2 separate regions of the Mus musculus genome follow, and region 2 is linked to region 1. A link is a contact called in public HiChIP or PLAC-seq data. All regions are on one chromosome and are shown on one strand. Each heading gives the region's core, a stretch centred on a gene start, on an enhancer-like site or on the middle of the called end of the contact. The rest is flanking DNA. Distances are from core to core; before and after follow the strand shown.

What was found. HiChIP or PLAC-seq counts read pairs in DNA pulled down with a chosen protein or histone mark.
Region 2: an H3K27ac HiChIP or PLAC-seq map of extraembryonic endoderm stem cells shows a contact between it and region 1, with 5 times the contacts expected there. The contact joins the enhancer-like site here to the promoter of Patj in region 1. A contact is called at or near these places in 9 of 39 promoter capture datasets (the 3T3-L1 cell line, 3T3-L1-derived adipocytes, cranial neural crest and 6 more), 1 of 15 datasets of contacts at CTCF or cohesin (the NIH/3T3 cell line), 2 of 484 Hi-C or Micro-C datasets (brown adipocytes and extraembryonic endoderm stem cells), 18 of 115 datasets of contacts at active chromatin or transcription factors (the NIH/3T3 cell line, astrocytes, cardiomyocytes and 11 more) and 2 of 9 other capture datasets (embryonic stem cells and pancreatic islet).

Annotation. Positions count from the first base shown.
Region 1 is chr4:98,394,375-98,397,234 of GRCm38.p6, forward strand. Patj (PATJ, crumbs cell polarity complex component) reads left to right here and starts at 1,452. Exons shown (of 44, transcript NM_172696.2): 1 at 1,452-1,550.
Region 2 is chr4:98,691,943-98,695,061 of GRCm38.p6, forward strand. All of the region lies in intron 42 of Patj (PATJ, crumbs cell polarity complex component), which reads left to right. Among named protein-coding and RNA genes, the nearest start is that of Gm35137, 5.6 kb to the right of the region's middle. Within about 2 kb of position 1,734, at least 21 of the 459 cell types and tissues checked have an H3K27ac peak or open chromatin away from gene starts, as enhancers often do. A contact at or near this core is called in extraembryonic endoderm stem cells and trophoblast stem cells, where this site is marked.

The DNA of each region.
Region 1 (2,860 bases), core at 202-2,701:
CTCCCTTGAGATGACTCTAGCTTGTGCCAAGCTCCCATAAGACTAGCCAGCACTCACGGGCAAGAAAGCTAAGATACCAGCGTTATGTTTTCTTTATTTGTTTTTTTATTATGAATGGGGTTACTTTCTTGATTTCATTTTTTACCAAGCCCCATTGTTTGTTATGAAAAGCTACCGATTTTAAAATTTTATTCATGTACTGTGTATTTATTTTTGAGACAAGGTACGTCCTGATATCTACTTCAGTAGTCCAGGCTGGCCTGAATTCACTCTGTACCTTAGGCTGATTTTGAACTCACAGCAACTCTCTTGTATGTGGTTTTTTTGTTTTATTTATTTTTTTACATTTGTGTGTGTGAGAGGGCATGGGGGGGGGTGCTGGGGGAATATGGAGCTCAAAGAACAACTTGCTGTAGTAGGTGTGGTTTTTTCACTATATGGCTTCCTGGGATAGAACTTGAACACAGGCGAACAGACTTGGGCAGCACCTTCCTTTACCCACTGAGTCATCTTGTCCAGTCATCATTGATTTTCTACCTTTAATACTGACATCCACAAATGCCATTTTACTTGCTTCTTTTCTATTAGTGTGCCCTTTATTTCTATTCTTAGTGTGTTTTTTTTTTTTTTTTTTTTTTTTTTTTTTGAGACAGGGATTCACAATACTACTTGAAACCCCAGAGCATATAGGGATTAGAGGTGTGCACCACCACCCAGCCATGACCGCTGTTTGCTTTGGCATAAGTTTCCAATAGTATGTTGAACAGGACAGATGAAAATGCATATCTTCTCTTTATTCCTTACATTAGCGGGGAAATTACATACCTTCTTACAAGGCCTAACAAATGTTATTTCCCTGAAATTATCACACAGCCATGAAGTATCAAACGCATAACCAGCAAATGCCCTAGTGTTGCTGTTGCTTGTATTATATTCATCTTTTGAGGATACCATTTTATCTCTCATCCCTGTCAATCACAGTGCCTAATAGCACATTTATTCAGTAAGATATCTGATGATTGATTCTCTTTAGCCTTTGAGTAGCCTATATTAAATAATGTAAATGCTTATCATCAAAATTCTAAATAAGAAAGACACTCATAATTACCCTTAGGATGACTGGGACACAGATTGACATTTACGATCTTTTACATTGAGTCAGCAAATCTGGCAAACAAAAGGGACACAAGAAGGCTGGATCAGAGGGGCCTCGGGCTAGGGGCTAAGTGGACTTGTCGTTTGTTTGGGGTCTCGGTTTTGGGTCAGCGCTGGTGGCCCACAACTCTGTACCTGGACGCAAAGGCCTCCGGCCTCCTCTCCAGGGCTGGTCGCCCCACTCGTCCCCCGGACCCTTCACAGGCGCGCAGACGCCCGGGGGCTCGAGCCCCGTTCGCCCCGCCCCGCCCAGCCTCCGGCGAGGTGGAGAGCGGCCCAGGTGAGGAGGCGGCCGCACTTCCGTCCAGGTGAGGGCAGCAGCTGTACTTCCGCCAGGTGAGGAGGCCGTCCGTGCCCGCAGCCCCGGGGCTCCCACCCCGCCGTCGCCCGATCAGGTAACGCTCGCGGCGCACCGAGCAGGGATCGCGCGGGAGCCGCGTCCCGAGCCCACGGGCAGTGCCCTGGGCAGCTCGCAGGCCTAGCGGCGGCCTGCTACCCACCCAGCCAGCCAGGCGCGGACTTCCAGGCCCGGCTGGCCGGCCTGCGAGCGCAGCGATCGCGCGTGCTCGCGGATCTAGCGGCCCGCGGCCTCCCGCAGCGGGGCGGAGCCTCCCCGCGGTCGGTGGGAGGGAGGGGAGGGAGCAGAGGAACCGACCTGGCCTCGAGTGGGCCTCGCGTCCCTCCGGCCTCTCTCTGCTGAGCTGGGGAGGTGGCTCTTAAGTCTTTGGGAAAGTTAATGGATTCCTGCTGGGAATCAAGTTCTGGAACGCACATCTTTCCCACCTTTCGAATGCCCCACCCCTCCTTGGAATCTTCCCTGGACTGTTGTTCCCTTGTACTTTGCCTCCTGTGGACTCTTTCCACTTCTGCTTCGAATTCCTCTTGAACTTGTTTGTCTCGGCGGTCCAGAGGCCCCACCTTGCTGGGCCTGATTTCTCTAGATTGTCTTTAACCTGCATCTAACCTGTGGTCTCATCGTCGTGTCCGACGATTGTGTCTTCAATGAAGAAGCTTACGGGTATCTAGCATAATCTCAGTTCCTTTGAGACAGCTAGACCACATTCCAGGTCTGCGAGCCTTCCCCTGGCTTCCAATCCACCATTTATTTCTAGGGAGAGGTAGGGAGAGGTGGGATAAAAACTGGAATCTATTTATTTTGCAGAGTTAGAAAATGGGAGGTGAAGTTGTGACCTGCTATTTTAGGGCTCTAACGGCCTTTATAAGGTTTAATGAAATTTTAAGATACTTTGAACGTTAATAAATGCGGATGTGGAAGGATTCATCCTAATTTAGATGCTATTATTGGTGGCATATAGTGGACTTGTCATCAGAATAATGATTTGATTTAAAATTGAGTTGTATGAAGTTGTCACTCGAATTGAACTTCATCTTCATGAACTCTACTTACTGATTATTATTGGCTGGTGGGGAGGGGGATCTAATCTAGCACCACACACATACTGACTAGATGTGTCCCGTCCCTTGGTTCTACCCGCAGCCATTGAGCTTGTATGGAGCTAACATAAATTCATTGTAGGGAAAACAAGGGAATTTTCGAAAAAGGAATATAGCAAAGCAGTTGACAGGAAAACTGGAGGTGAACTTAGGTGAAGGTGGGAAAAGGAGGGGGATGAGAGAGGGGGAACAGGGTGTATGTGTGTGCACGTGGAAATGACCAAAATATATTGTATATCTCTCTGACATG
Region 2 (3,119 bases), core at 484-2,983, 300 kb after region 1:
TGATGGTATTGTAGTGCTAGGAACATTGGTGTGGGGCCTAGCAGCCTGTAGCCGAGGAAGCACGGTGCCTGTGCTCAGTGCTGGGAATGAGGGCAAACGGAAGCCTCTCGGACCTTGCAGGGCTAACACCCCCGTGGCCTGACACACTGCACTTACTAGGTACCGGTTGACTAAATAAATCAAAATGAGAGAGAGGGATTGCAAAGCCTAAGAACAAGTTTGGAGATCAGAAGAAAATCTTTAAGTCAAAGAGATAATGATTAAGAGTCTCTTTATGAAGTAGTTCTTCAGGGCGCCCTCCAGAGCTTGTTGAACTAAAAGAAGAGGCTGCAGTGGTAGAAGGGTTATTAAGAGAGCGTAGAGAAGGAGCGGGACATTGGCTCACCTGAAGAGTACTCCTCGCCCTGTGAGTGAAGAGAGCAAGGGGACCAAGAGGTTAAACCAAGAAATCTAATGTCTAAACAGTAGAAGTTGTAAACAGAAACACTTGAGAGAGGGGGAGAGTTGGGGAGGGGGATTAAAGAAATTTAAAAACCTATTCATCAGTGCACATATTAAATAATAAAAGAGTAGTGCCCACCTAGGCTTTACATTTTTAAGAGAAAAGCACTTGCTAAAAAGTGCTATAAAGAGCAAGGCATTTGAGTGCCACTGGCCTTTTTTTGAAATCAGTTTTCTGAGAGAATTACTTAAGATGCTGTCGCGCTGGACAATGTGAAAATCCTGGGCAGTGGGCACAAAGCCCATCAAGTGGAGCAGGGGGAAGGGCACATTGAGAAAACCGGCTCTGAACTAAGAAGGAGAAAACAGGGAGGGTTGCTCAGTGGATAGAGTACTTGCCATGCAAACCTGACAACACACGTTCCAGCCCAGATCCCTTAGTAGAAGGAGAGTACTGACACTTGAAAGTTGTCCCCTGACTTACACACGCTAATGTAAACAATAGTAATAAAATGAAACAGAGGAAATGAGGTGGTGAGTGAGTATCTAATATGCCTAACTGCCCTGGAAGTTTGCGGTGAACTAAAAATTGTAAAGCTGATCTAATAAAAACATTAAAAAAAAGCTGGGCGTGGTGGCACACACCTTTAATCCCAGCACTCGGGAGGCAGAGGCAGGCGGATTTCTGAGTTCGAGGCCGGCCTGGTCTACAAAGTGAGTTCCAGGACAGCCAGGGCTATACAGAGAAACCCTGTCTCGAAAAACAAAACAAACAAACAAAAAAAGTACTAGCTATATACTCTGGGAAATAAATTTACACCATAATCAAGGAAACATTAACATACAGGAAGTAGCAGGCTTAGTAAGAGTAGCATTTAGGCAAAAATTAAGTCATTGACCTTTAGGAGGTTTTTTTGTTTGTTTTGTTTTGTTTTTGTTTTGTTTTGTTTTTGTTTTCAGTTGTTGTTGTTGTTTGGGGACAAGTTCCTGCTGTGTAGCCCAGGCTACCCTCAACCTCTAACATAAGCTAAGGAAACCTAGTGCAGGGGATTCCTACAGAACCATGGGCGACCACTTGCCTCATGTGTAGAGAATGAGATAAGTGACCAATAGGGAAAAACTTGTTTTCAGTCTGGCTGCTCTGGAAAGACAGAAGGAAAGGATGTCCTCAGATCACCCCTACTCTCACCCTCCCCCACCCCACCCCCCATGGAGGGGACTATAGCTCACAGCCACAGTCAGGCCAGGTCCGTCTGGTTGATCATTGTCCGAGCACTGGTCATACAGAGTCTTATCAGGATGAGGCAATCGCCCCTGCCTGCCAGGGGCAGTTCTGATCTGCTGCACAGGATGCTTATCTCTATGGACTCCAAGGAGAGAATGACACAGAAAGAAATCAGGAGGGCAACGTGGCGTTTGTCAAGATGACATCAGGCTTAGAGCATTGACTGGAGACTTGGAGGTGCCGTTCTGGAGCAGGGGATTGTCAGGGGTGTGTTGATTATGTCTCCTGCAAATCTTGAAAAAAATACCTTTGCTATTCTTCTCTGGTGCCTTCAGCCTTGAAGGGGGAGGTTGCCAGAGGAACATCCTTAAATGATTAACATGTCTACTGTACAGAGTTAAACAGGAATCTGACCCAAAGTTGAAGGTAGCAGAGGAGACGCTGGAAAATGAAGACGTCATGACAAGCTTGCCACAGTTCCTCTGCACATCCACGGGCCCTTGTTAAGTCCCTGCTTTCAGCAGCAGCAGCTTGAGCCTTCCCTTCTCTCACAGATTAAACAGATACAGCCAAACACCACGTCCGAGACGTGGGTGGCCAGGATGCTTCCGTGGAAAGATCAGCTGAGTTACAGCTTTTGTTGGCCACCCACGGATAAGACTAGGTCATTTAAAAGTTTATCAGCGAGGAGTAGCAGCTTGCTTAGGAGACTGATCACAAACCAGCCTGGACTGTAGAGCTCCAGGCCAACCCAGGCTGCATAGTCTGTCCACCTGGTTTCAAAACCCAATTAATTAATTTAGCTAAACAACAAATAGAAGTAAAATTATGCTATTTAGGAATATGGAAACAAATACTGAGAGAAATTGCTAAAGAATTTGTCAGAGAGAAGGAAGGATGGAGGAGCAGACTTTAAAGTGCTGACTGGCGATTCTTACTTAGCCATCTATTTGGTCCGTCTATGCGTGCATGCGTGGTGGTCAGAGGACAGCTTAGAGCAGTCATTAATAGTCAGTCCCAGGGATTGAACTCAGGTGGTCAGAGTTGGTGGCAACCTTCATTCACTGAGCTGCCTAACCAGCCCCAATTTTTACTTTTTGTGGAGAGGAGTTGGGGAAACAGGTTCTCTCAATGAAGTCCTGGCTGTATTGTAACTCACTATATAGACCAGGCTGGCCTCTGACTCTGAGGTCCTCCTGCCTCTGCCTCCTAAATGCTGAGATTAAAGGCCTGTTCGGCCTGTGCCACCATGTGCAGCCCAGTATTGGCTTTCAAAACTAGGAAACATACATGGGAGGAAAAAAAGAGGGGTTTCTTGTTGTGGTGGTGTTTTTTTTTTCTTTTTGTTTTTTGTTGTTGTTGTTATTGTTGGTTGATTGGATTTTGGTGGGTCTTTTTTGTTTGTTTTGGGTTCATTTTGGTTTGGGGTTTTTGTTGTTGTTTTTGGAAGGAG